2 separate regions of the Anser cygnoides genome follow, and region 1 is linked to region 2. A link is a contact called in public Hi-C data. All regions are on one chromosome and are shown on one strand. Each heading gives the region's core, a stretch centred on a gene start, on an enhancer-like site or on the middle of the called end of the contact. The rest is flanking DNA. Distances are from core to core; before and after follow the strand shown. Region 1 holds the start of SNAI2 (snail family transcriptional repressor 2). Region 2 overlaps LOC106038398 (chloride channel protein C-like).

Region 1 (5,924 bases), core at 1,162-3,661, 340 kb after region 2:
AGATTGGATCTGTCTGCAAAAGCCCTGTTGCAGTGAGGACAGGAAAACGGCTTCTCTCCTAAAAAGGAAACATTAAGTAAAAATACAAATAAAGCTTTAAAAAAGAAGTACATGTTTAGGACAGGTATAACTCACTTTTATCCTAAGAAACAAGCAGACAGAAATGATTTGTTATCATAAAAAACGTGTGTAATAAAAAGTTAGTCAGGCCACAGATACAACAGCTTTCAGCACTGCTGACTGTACTTGCAGAACTCAGGCTTTCAGAATACGCTGCTAAGCGCAGTCTCCACAGGCAAGCTGCTGACACCTTCTGCATCTGCAGGTGCAGGCAGTATTTCTAGGTTGGGCTCCTCCCAGCATTTTCAAATATTTTCATGGAGTCTTTTCTACTTAGCTCTGTGTGAATAACTTGGAACAAGACTTTGACTGAAAAGCAGCAAACAGCTGTACAGACATTACATTGTACCCAGTGTTATACTGAAGATCATGTTTTTGCCTCAACACAAAAAAATGCTTTGGTGATGATGTGTTTCTAATTTTTAAGGACTTGAGATAGCGCATGCAAAACTTGCCGTTTGCTTAAGGAGTCAATGATTAAACTCTCATGCATTGCCTTTCTGTTTTGTTACTTCAGAGTTAGCTGAAGCCTTCTTAAAGTTAGCATTTTCCAAAGCCTGAAAGTTAACGTAAAATCCTTAAAGCAAAACTTTCAGCTAGTGGAAACAAGCTAAATCATCCTGGGATTATCAGAGGAGCGATGCTGATCTATGCCAGAATATGCCACACAGTTGTGAGGCCATGCTACACTTCCCTCTCACCCAGGCCCCCAAAAGGAAGAATGTGCCCATTTAATGATATATTTGAAATTGCACATATGCATTTCAAGGTCAGACAAGCAACACTGCTGTTTTTTCTACCTTTAAGGAAAAAAAATCAGAAAGGCATTCTGATGAGATAGCAACAACAGCCTGCAGTTGTAATGGTTGTTCTTACCAGTGTGGGTTCTGATGTGTCCTTGAAGTAGCCATGGTCTGGAGAAAGCCTTGCCGCAGATCTTGCAGACACAAGGTAGTGTGTGGGTCCTGATGTGCATCTTAAGCGCTCCCAGGCTGACATACTCCTTGTCACAGTACTTGCAGCTGAACGATTTCCTAGACTGGGCATCACAATGCAGCTGCTTATGTTTGGCCAACCCAGAGAAAGTTGAATAGGTCTTGTTGCATAAACTGCACTGAAACTTTTCGGCTTCGATTGCATGGGGGTCTGAAAGCTTTGACTGGATTCTCTCTTCTTCATCGCTAATGGGACTTTCCGAACCACTGTGATCTTTGGAGGAGGTGTCAGAAGGTGGAGGTGGGCTGACTCTTCCCAAAGATGAGGGGTATCCAGAAAGTGGAGAGAGGTCATTGGGTAGTGGAGATGGTAGCAGCCCGGTTGTAGTCCACACAGTAATGGGGTTGTAAGCTACAGAGCTCAGGATCTCTGGCTGTGGTATGATAGGGACTGGATAGCTTTCATACAGGTATGGGGATATAATCACTGGAGAAAGAAGAAAATTTTAAGGTAAGAGAACTGAAAAGTATTTCAGAAGGCAACAAAATTAACATTTGTAGGATTAAAAAGTGCATAAATCAAACACTCAGTATGGTCATCTGAATATAGGGAGGACTAAGGAAATACTATTTGATACATACATACTGATGTGTAGAGACAGCATTATAGTTTGAATTATAGTTTGAGAGTCTCTTCAAAGCAGCATGCTCTTTCTAAACCTATGCAGCCTGATACACTGAAGCAGTGAAACTTCCTGAAGGATCTGCACAAAAGTTTCAATTCCATTTCCAACAGATGTAGAACAGGAAAACTCCAAATCCACTTTTAATAACTGAGTTCAAGTGGATGAGCAAACTTCGTGATTCATTCTGAGCAGCACTGACATATTTCTCAGAACTCCCTCATTGTAAGCAAAAGATAAAAGAGCTAGCAGTGAACTAACCCATTCTCCAAAGCCTGTAAAAGCAATCCCACCCCTCCTCTTTACCACCACGCCATAAACACAACCTCAGAAGCAACGCGGCAGCCGTCGATCTCATTTTGTTACCTGTATGAGTGTCCAGTTCGCTGTAATTTGGCTTCTTGGATGAATTGAAATGCTTCTTGACCAGGAAGGAGCGTGGCATTTTGAATGCAGGGTTTCTCCTTCTTCCAGAGCCTCCTTTCAGGTTCGTGTAACGGTGCCTGGCTGGTGTGCAGCACGCACGCACACTATCACTGCTGGTACATCGGTCCCTATCGCATTGTCTGCCCCGCGCCGTCCATGCACTCTGCTTGTGTAGTGGCAGTGCAGAGGCGCCTTGAAAAGTGCTGTAAATACCCACAAGTCAGGTGCAGGGGGGAAGGGTTTTCTGCTCCTCCAATCACTTCTGGATGTTCTCAAGCACTTTTCCAAACAGCCTGTTTTTCTGGGAGGGCTGCTCGCAGGACGGATCCAATCCCTGCTTGGAGGGTTTGCTTCAGGTTTCAGCTCCTCCCGCTGGAGACAGCTGTGAACAGAGGAGCAGTCTGTTGTCAGAGCACATTATCCTTCTGCAAAGTGTACGTTGCTCTTCAGAATTTCTGACTAGAAAAACGTGTCGGTCAAAGTGCTTTTTTAAATTTTATTTTATTTTTTAACAAGGTCAGTTTACTGATTCAGTTGAATCCTTTTTTTCTTCCTGGATAAGTCATGTGTACCGAAAGTCTTTTCTTTTTCTTTTTCCTTTTCCTTTTCTTTCTTTTTCCTTTTCCTTTTCTTTTTCCTTTTCCTTTTTTTTTTTTTTTTAAAATCTATCTGGTGTGTAAAAATTTATCTGTCTGGTTTCCAGATGCTTGATGTAAGAATTACAATGGAACAAACTGTTCATTAAGGGCAGAAGGGGGGGGACATTACAAGATAACAAGCTAGCCGGCAGAGCTAATGGAAGGTTTTGAACAGACTGTGTGCCTGCTCTGTTTGGGAGCTGCCTTTGAAAAGTTGCGTTCAGGAAATGCTGGAGACTAGCAGCATGCCTCCCTAACCTGGCCCTTCCAGGCAGAAGGGCCAGTAAGATGCTTCAAATGAGTCAAAGCAGAGGGAGCAGCCCATGAAAAGGCAACACATTTCAGATCTGGGTGATAGGTTTTACATGTTACACATATGCATATTGCTTCAGACTGTTCATGTGAAGGACACTTTCATTTTTTATTTTAAAAATCTACAGAATGCAAAACCTCGACCTTTCCTTCCTTGGGAGTAGTTATGTCACTCTTTTGCCTATCCTCTTAGAGCATTGCCAAGGAAATTTTCCTAATTATCCAAAGCAGTTAAAAGATGCACAGATAAGCAAAACCCCCAAAATTATAGACTGGGTAATTTAAATGTCTCTTAAATGTACTTCTCCATTAGTATATTTAGGACCTCTTGATTTCCTATGAAGGTATAATCTGAGTTATGTATTTCATTTAGGATTAAAGTCTCTCAAATGTGCCACAGAATTTTCTGGTTATCTAGATTGGTTTTGAGAAGCCATTTAGTCACAGATATGTTTTTTTAATTTTAAAACATTTGCATTTTGAAAATGTGGATGGCTGAACACTGGTGGATTTCTAACACAGACCACACTCTGACTGAGTCCTGCTCTGTCCTCCCCACCCCTCTCCCCCCCTTTGCGTCTTAACTACACCTGCCTGGGCACATATTGGTATGCCGTGCTGGTGTGCCGCTAGGGCTCTGTCCTGTTGGGAGGGGTGTTGCACAGAGACCACCCCAGCCCCCTTTTTTTATTTTTGCAGCAGGTGTTGGAATAGAGATGTGAAAAAAAAAATCTATCCGGTTCTGTTAAGACACGTAAGAGCAAAGTGCTTTGTCAAGCTGCATGACTTCTTAATCTTTGGGATGCCAAAACAAGTGCAGGGAAAGTTAGCCATTTTCAAGAACTGATTAAAAAGATTCAGCTGTTCACTGTCTAGCTCTGGTGTGTGTCAGTGAAAGGTGTCACATGGATTTCCAAGCTGCGGGGAACACACCCAGACTAGGGAAGGAAAGGGAAAGTGGCAATGAAAGGGACTTCCAAGTTACCTGCTTTATAGCTGGGGTGGAGGAAGAAATGCAGCTCTTCACAGCACAGAAAGCAATGCTGGCCAAAACACAAGCTGTTGCTTTCCTCCTCTCCACAGGAATGAAGAAATCTACAACACGTTTTTGAAAGGGGCGTTTGTGGCACCGGTCCCCTCTCAGCTCTTCCATCTGAGAAGTCCCCGTCGCCCGCCAGCTCTGGGAAAGCATTGTATTTCAGGATGTGAGGCATTAGTCTGTATCTAAATAGTCTGTTACATGAGCTGTGATTCAGACCTTGAGCTGGTTTAAGTTTGTGTGTTGAAATGAATGGAGCCATGCAGATTTTCACTGGCTCGAGATCTGTTCCTTTGTATATTTGTTAAAAGTAAAGGGTCTGATTCACCAGTGAGGTACTCCCTCTCGGGGCATTTTCACCAGCATAACACTGTAGTGATGCAGTTTAAATTAATTGCACTTATATAAATCACAGAAGCGTAAGCAGTTAGCCCACTGGCTGAGCTGATTGAAGGATGTTAGGAATTGGATAGAAGGCATGTTATTACACGGTTCTGAAAGGATATTAGCAGTACATACTACCTGAGTGAGGTCTGCTGTCAAAAAAAGGGAGAGTCTGCATGAGGGGTGGGTGAGTCAGAGTAAACAGGTGTTCTGGGTGTTTACAGCAAATGTGGATGAGAGGGCACTCGCCGACGTGCAGCATCCATCCCTGAGCAAGAAAGGAAACACAAAGGTCGAGCACAGAGGGTGGGTGGGAGGGTACCCCTTAGCCGGGGAGGCAGGGAGGTGTGGGGCTGGTGGAGGGCAGCAGATGCTCCCCGACAGCTCCTGCCGCCTGCGGGCAAAGCCTTGCGTCCACCTACAAAAAGTCGGGCCGAGTGCTTCCCCTGTGCATTTTACAATTAGTTGGTCTTTCTGGGCTTCTTTAGGTTGTCACTTTGAAAGCTGGTGTAAAGCTGTCTTGCTAATGCCACTGTACTGCTAATTGCTGCTCTGTGAAGCGGGTGGGAAGTGACCTGAGCACATCCGCTGCCTGAAAGCTTGGTATGTGCTTTGCTCTGACAGCATGGCTAGGCCCAAACATTCAACCATCTAGCAGATTTTATTTTTTTTTGAAGACCAGGACACTTGTTTATGTGTTTAAATAAAAAACTGTGAGCCTCAGTTTCTGACAGCTCCACTAAATCCCTTTCCTGTCAGGCTTTCTGAGAGGGACAGCAACTTTTGTTACACAGCTTTCTGGAAATGGAAGGGTGCCAGAACTGTGTTTGTTATCAAAGAGGGAAGAAGGACCCAAGCTAAGCCATTACCAGCTCAGTTTTTCTCATTAAAAAGTTTATGTCCTTACCAAGCATCAAATAATAACAAGATCGTGGATCAGAAAATAGTAAATATCGGGATAAGTCACAGCAGAATCATGAAAAGTAGTTTTAGAATGTTAAATGAGTTATGCTGGAACACTGTTCCTAGAGTAAACTACATTTGTCTGGAAGCAGACACAGCAGTGTTGAGCATGTTTTGCCTGGGCCTGCCATGGAGCCCATGGAAGGCAGTGCAGCGAGGTTCAGAGGAACCCCCAGGAGGCACTGAGCCCAGTGGAGCATACCAAAAATAGCTATGGAGGGTTACTGATGCAGGTGACGGCTTCATCCCAGGTGGGGCACAAGCAGAAGTAACTCACACGTATGGTGTAGCTCTTTCAATTTATAAGCTTCCTACAATTCAGAGGAAAGGATGAAATGATTATTATGGAGGAAGAAGAATGAAAAGGGGATCAGTTTTCAATAGCCAATAGTATGTGGAATATATCAGCTATTCTTCAGTCTTA
Region 2 (5,824 bases), core at 2,729-5,228:
TCTGTGTTGCAGCTGCTGCGCTTCTAGTTGAAAATGGGAAGCAAGGGATCACATATCTTTTTAAACGTGGGACTCATGAGGAATTTGGATACACATCCCTGTGCACTGCTTTGGCATTTTATTTCATCCTCAGCTGCTGGACTGCAGGTTCTGCTGTTGCCAGTGGCCTGGTTATTCCTATGCTGTAAGCTTTGCCCATTTTGGTTTGAGCTGTCTATACAAAAGGCCTGTGTTGAGTAGCAACAACCTGAGTTGTAAGCTGAAAGGTTGGCAATAGCAAAGCTATAATTGCTTGGAGGAGGTTGCATAGGTGGAACAGGATGGTTTGCTTGGAAAGAGAGGCTAAAATTGTGGAAAAGAATGAAGAAAAATCATCTGAGAATAGCAGTAGAAGGATGATAGCCAAAACTGTGTACTTTCCAGTATAGATCATTTGAATCCTTTGGGGACCCAGAGAGAGCCTCGACTGCTGGCTCCATCTCTGTAACTGTAGAAATACCAGTTCAGATCCAGACTTTTCATCTGTTTCTTATGCACATAATAGCCTGAATCTTAATCTTGGACATCAACACCCTAGACTTTGGAGAAAACTGCTGTTAGGTCTTTTGTTGTAGTTTTTAGAAAGCTGTGGTTGTAAGAACTCTGCTCTAATCTGTAATGTTGAGAGATTTGATGTTGGATATCAAGGAGGGTGGGTATCCAGCATGATGCAGTTCAAATACCGAAAAAACTCTGAAAAGAAATTTGTGTACAACCTCCTTTCTTTGCCATACCCCTGAGTAGCCCCTCTTTTTCACCTCCTATCCTCTCCAAGCTGAGGTCTAAACCACTTTTTGATATGTAGGGATTGTTGAAGCGTGGCATATTTGGCTGTGTAGATACTGATAGTCAAGACTTTCAGCCAGCTCCTTAAGCTAATTTTTGTAACCATTTTAGAACTGCACCTATCAATAGAACGAATCAACTGTATGAATAAATGGGAGAGAAAAAAAGAAGAGAGAGTAATAGTGCAAGATGATGCTCCCCAAGTCAGATAATATATATCACATATGTGCCTATATTATATATAATAATAATTCACCATTCCTGGAAGGTGAATGTCTGTACAAATCCAGTTCATGGGCTGACACTTGGAAATGTATATTTAATTGCATATGGAATTAAATGCTGTGTCTCACCCCAGCAATTACATGTTCAGCTGTGCTAAATTTTGGTTTTGTTCTTCAATGTAGCACATGGCTAGTTTGAGGACTCCTGGGTTCTCTTCACAGCTTCATTCCTGCTTAGCTTTGGGCAGGTCATTAATATAATATCTATTACTCCATTTCCCCATTTGTTATGTGGTTGTAACATTTTACTTGCCAGGTTTATGGGGCGCAGGTAGACTTAGTTTTAAGAAATTATATAAAGCTGGAGCTCTAGAAGTGTTTCTTCTGTTTGTTTGTTTTGTGCGTACATCTGTAATCCGTATTTTTGACTGTATTCCTGTAAGGTTTATTCTCATTTGCCTTTGAACAACATTAAGCAACACATGCTGATAGTTCTTTTTCTTCAAATTATAGCAAATTTGGCAGTTTCATGCTAGTGATAGGAACTAAGTAATCATTCATAATAAGGAAGGAAGCTAGAGCTTTTTTGGGGAAAGGAGTTGTTACAGAAGTTTGTGATTAAATCTGGGACTAGCAAGTTACTAGAAGAACTTCTAGAAAACAGGATCACTGGCAAAAAGAGTGCTCTTTTTTCTTCTTACATACAGGTACACAGGAGCTTTGTATGGCAGAATAATTGGTTTGATTCTTGTTTCCATTTTTGGTGTTCAAACTAATGAATACGGAGCATGGATTGATCCAGGTCTGTTTGCTGCCATTGGAGCTGCCTCCTTTTTCAGTGGAGTGTCAAGACTAACTATCTCACTCACTGTTATAATGGTAAGTATGTTAAGTTTTCAGGTGTTTGTGTGGCCGAAGTTGTGCTGAGCTTTTGCTGCTGCAGCTAAATGTACCATAGATAGTGTCCCACACACATTGGACCACAGAGAAATAAATTCTTGGCCTAGTTATTTCTAGCTTGCCTGGAGAGGTTTCCCTTCCCTTCCCTTCCCTTCCCTTCCCTTCCCTTCCCTTCCCTTCCCTTCCCTTCCCTTCCCCTCCCTTCCCTTCCCTTCCCTTCCCTTCCCTTCCCTTCCCTTCCCTTCCCTTCCCTTCCCTTCCCTTCCCTTCCCTTCCCTTCCCTTCCCTTCCCTTCCCTTCCCTTCCCTTCCCCCTTCCCTTCCCTTCCCTTCCCTTCCCTTCCCTTCCCTTCCCTTCCCTTCCCTTCCCTTCCCTTCCCTTCCCTTCCCTTCCCTTCCCTTCCCTTCCCTTCCCTTCCCTTCCCTTCCCTTCCCCCTTCCCCTCCCCCCTCCCCTCTGTTTTCTTATTTTTCAAACATCTTTTGGTTACAGAAATGATAGTAGCTTCAGCAGTTTACAATCAAGGAAGCGGAATATACCATCTCTGTTTCTTCCAGATTACAAAAAAAATAGTAGGCCACACTGCCTGGCTTGTGAATTGACTTCTGTGAGGGGCTGAGGGTCTTGTGCAGTGCGCCTTTTTATTTTGGGGCTGAATATAGACTTCTGGACAAAGTGAGAGAAGGATTTGCAGTAGTATAGACAAGTGATGCAAAGGGAAGATTCCCAGGTCGCTCTGATAAATTTATGCCTTATAGACTTCAGATTTTTGAGATTCCCTTGCAACACCCTCCACATTCAAATTGCCTTCCCTCCTCCTTTTATAGCAGAATACTTTGAGTCTACACTGCAATACTTTCAAAGCAAACCTCTGAAAGTTGAAAGCTAAAGAAGGTGCAAAGAACAGCCTTTTAATTAGAGAGGAGGTTCTTTGAGCCTCCCTGATTGCAACACCTGGCGATGGTGAGTTGTAAGGTGCAGCTGAAATTCAGCTCAATCAACACAGAAGTTATTTTGAGGTCACAAGGGCAAGCTTTCACAACGTGGAAATTTCACCTATGACTAAACCAAGTCCTGGCTGCCTCTGCCCAAAAAGATCTCATTAAAATCTTTGCAGATGTCGGAATTCACCCAAAGTGACCAAGCGGGGATTTTCTCTCCTAGTACACTGTTGCGCAGCATTTGATAAAGCAGCTGCTTATCGGCACTAACTCAGAGCTGGGTTCATTTTAGTGATAGGCTGTGTAAATTGTGTAGGAAGCATTTTTGTGATATTTTAACTTGGAAGTGGTGTAAGTGCATACAAGCTTGTCTCTTGTGAAAGAATAATTAGAATGATTACGGAAACACTCCTCCTTCAGTGTCCTTGTGATACTTTAGTGCTTGCTTAGCCTTTAAGAACAAATGTACTCTGTTATTTTTGCTTATGCTATTGCTATTAGACATCTTTTGGAAGATCTGTATGATTTGTTGGCCAGCTATGAGATCTGTAAGACTCAAAGTGGGGAAAGCTGATGCCTGAACAATAGGTGTAAGTTTCTGAGAGCTCCAATTGCCACTAACTGTAATGTCTCTTCTGAAGTAGAAGAATTTTTAGCCTGAAGTTTCTTGCAATAACTCAATAAATCTTCATTGAAGTACTGTTTATAAAACATTAAGTTAGGGTCTTGCTGCAGATATAGGTCCTCAGGGGCAAAAGCAGCTGATTGACATCTTCCTTAGCTTTGTGTCCATGAGGCTGTTGCAGGGAACTGAGAGGTGAATGTGTGCCAGAACACTTGCTGGTCTTGGATGACAGAACCACATTTAATTCAGCTCTAGTAGAGAGGAAAAAACCCCTACATTTTATTTGCTTCAATTTTTCTTTGCCTTCCCAATTACCTGCACTTTTTTTTTTTTTTTGTCCAAGTTCCCTGAGCATGCATGTACAGCACGTGCAAAACAATAGCTGGAAACTGTTAAGAGAACTGTACAAAAATCAGTTGAAAAGGCACTAGAAAAATGATTAGGATTGCATTGCAATGTGTTCTGAATTCCCCTAGGTGTCATGTTATAACTCTTCTGTGCCTCTCTCTGCACAGGGAGATTGTGTTTCAATTCATGTTCATCCAAGATAAATAGCTGCATTGCTTGAGGAAATATTAATTTTTGAGGAGAAAAAAGGTCTTGGACATGACAATGCAAAAACATAATTAAAAGGTTGTGCCCTCAAACCATAAAATGCACATATTTTTCCTATATTGTCTGATGGGTTCAAAAAGAATTGAGAATGTTTGCTTTGGCTTTTCACACGGCCTTCCATTTGGAAACAGTTATGAGTGTGGGACTTGCAGTGAACAGGTTTGTAAAATGCTTCCTTTTTTTTTTTTTTTTTTTTTCTCATGGCAGACCCCACAGGCATCTGCCCACCTCTTCTTTCTTGGCTGCGTTTTTCTACCCCCCATGCTGACACTTGACCCTCATCCTCCTCAGCTCTTTGTGGCAAACAGTAGATGTGGTGACATTTTCCTTGGCGAGCACGCGGTCCAGCCTTATGATGTGCCTTCCCGCAGCCTTCTGTCTCTCGTGTCTTTGTGTTGTGTGTCCTTGATCTTCGTGGCTCTAGGTGTAGGAAGAGGAATAGCATCTTCCTACAAGGTGTGGTTTGTGTCTAGGACATTCTGTATTTCTATCATCCCTTTTGTATTTTTACCTCTCAATCATGCTGCCTTGAAAAGACAAAACACTGGCTTGAAGAGAAAGGACGGTACTGGGCTAGCCTAGAATTAGTGTTCTTATCCAGTACTGGTGATGCTCCTATGGACAAGCTGTTCAGCAGCCAGCCTCAGAAAGAGGCTTGATTTATACCGATTTGGATCCTTTGACCTATGAGTTGTCTTCCTTTTTGTTCACACGTGAAGAAAAGTAGCCTTGATTCTCTCCATTTTCCTGCCAGCTCTGTTCAAACAGAATTAAAGCAATATATCAGTTTATTGGCCTGATTTATTTCTCAAGATCTTTACTGATGGATATGGGGAATGTGATAAATTGTGAAAAGGTTAAGACTCAAAAACCTCCTCTGAGTGTGAAACACTGAAATATCAGTCTTTCAACAGATGTAGAATAAAGGAGAAAACAGCATGTTCCTTAGGATTTGGACGGGGAAATGCCATGTCATTGTACAAGCCAGAGGAAAATCTACATAGGGGATTAAATTGCCTAAGGTCCTTCCTTCTCTAGCTAATGGCAGGTGTGGCTGCTATGAACAAGTGGCTGGTGCTAATGAGCAGGATCTTGCTACTGAAATAAAATGACCATCTGATGGTGGGTCAGAGAATTATGAAAAGTTAATGGCAGAAATAACAAGCTGTATGCAAAGTCAGCTCATTCATAAGGCAGTATGGAAGGATCAGGGATGAAAGTGGTTTGTGCTTTCTGCTCTCTGATGCCTACATCAGGACAGGCACAGTGGCAGAGCATGGTACATATTAAACTACATTACTGTATGTCCTATAGTTTGGAAATTTCATATTTTTTATGTGTTTTTCATCAATAAATTAAAATGAACATTTATTTTTTTGGATAATTTGGATGCCTCATTTGTAACTTATACTTCTGACATGCTTCACAGCAGGGATACAGGTCATCTTAGATAAGTGCAATGCAATAGCAGTATCAGCAAGTAGCAGCAATTAAGCCCTAACCTCTTCGCTCTCTCTGAATTTCTTCAGTACTTCTAATTCAGACAAAATGTGCTTACCTCAAATTGTAGGCAGGATGTATTGCTGCAAATTCTGTGGCTAGGCTTCTCACTTCCTCTGAGAGAGTGACTCTCAAGAAGCTTAAGTCCTTTCACAAGAAATTTAGAGTGTCAGCCATGGGCACTTATTGTAGATA

What was found. Hi-C and Micro-C count contacts between places; a contact is called where the count stands out from the background.
Region 1: a Hi-C map of granulosa cells shows a contact between it and region 2, with 4 times the contacts expected there. The contact joins the promoter of SNAI2 here to the enhancer-like site in region 2. A contact is called at or near these places in 2 of 7 Hi-C or Micro-C datasets (granulosa cells and liver).

What each region holds. Positions count from the first base shown.
Region 1 is chr2:119,837,002-119,842,925 of Taihu_goose_T2T_genome, forward strand. It overlaps SNAI2 (snail family transcriptional repressor 2), which reads right to left and starts at 2,412. Exons shown (of 3, transcript XM_013184984.3): 1 at 2,105-2,412; 2 at 997-1,542; 3 at 1-58. The coding sequence starts at 2,183.
Region 2 is chr2:119,498,488-119,504,311 of Taihu_goose_T2T_genome, forward strand. LOC106038398 (chloride channel protein C-like) reads left to right here. Exons shown (of 17, transcript XM_066992985.1): 11 at 13-184; 12 at 1,757-1,928. Among named protein-coding and RNA genes, the nearest start is that of UBE2V2, 65 kb to the left of the region's middle. Within about 2 kb of position 3,979, at least 1 of the 3 cell types and tissues checked has open chromatin away from gene starts, as enhancers often do.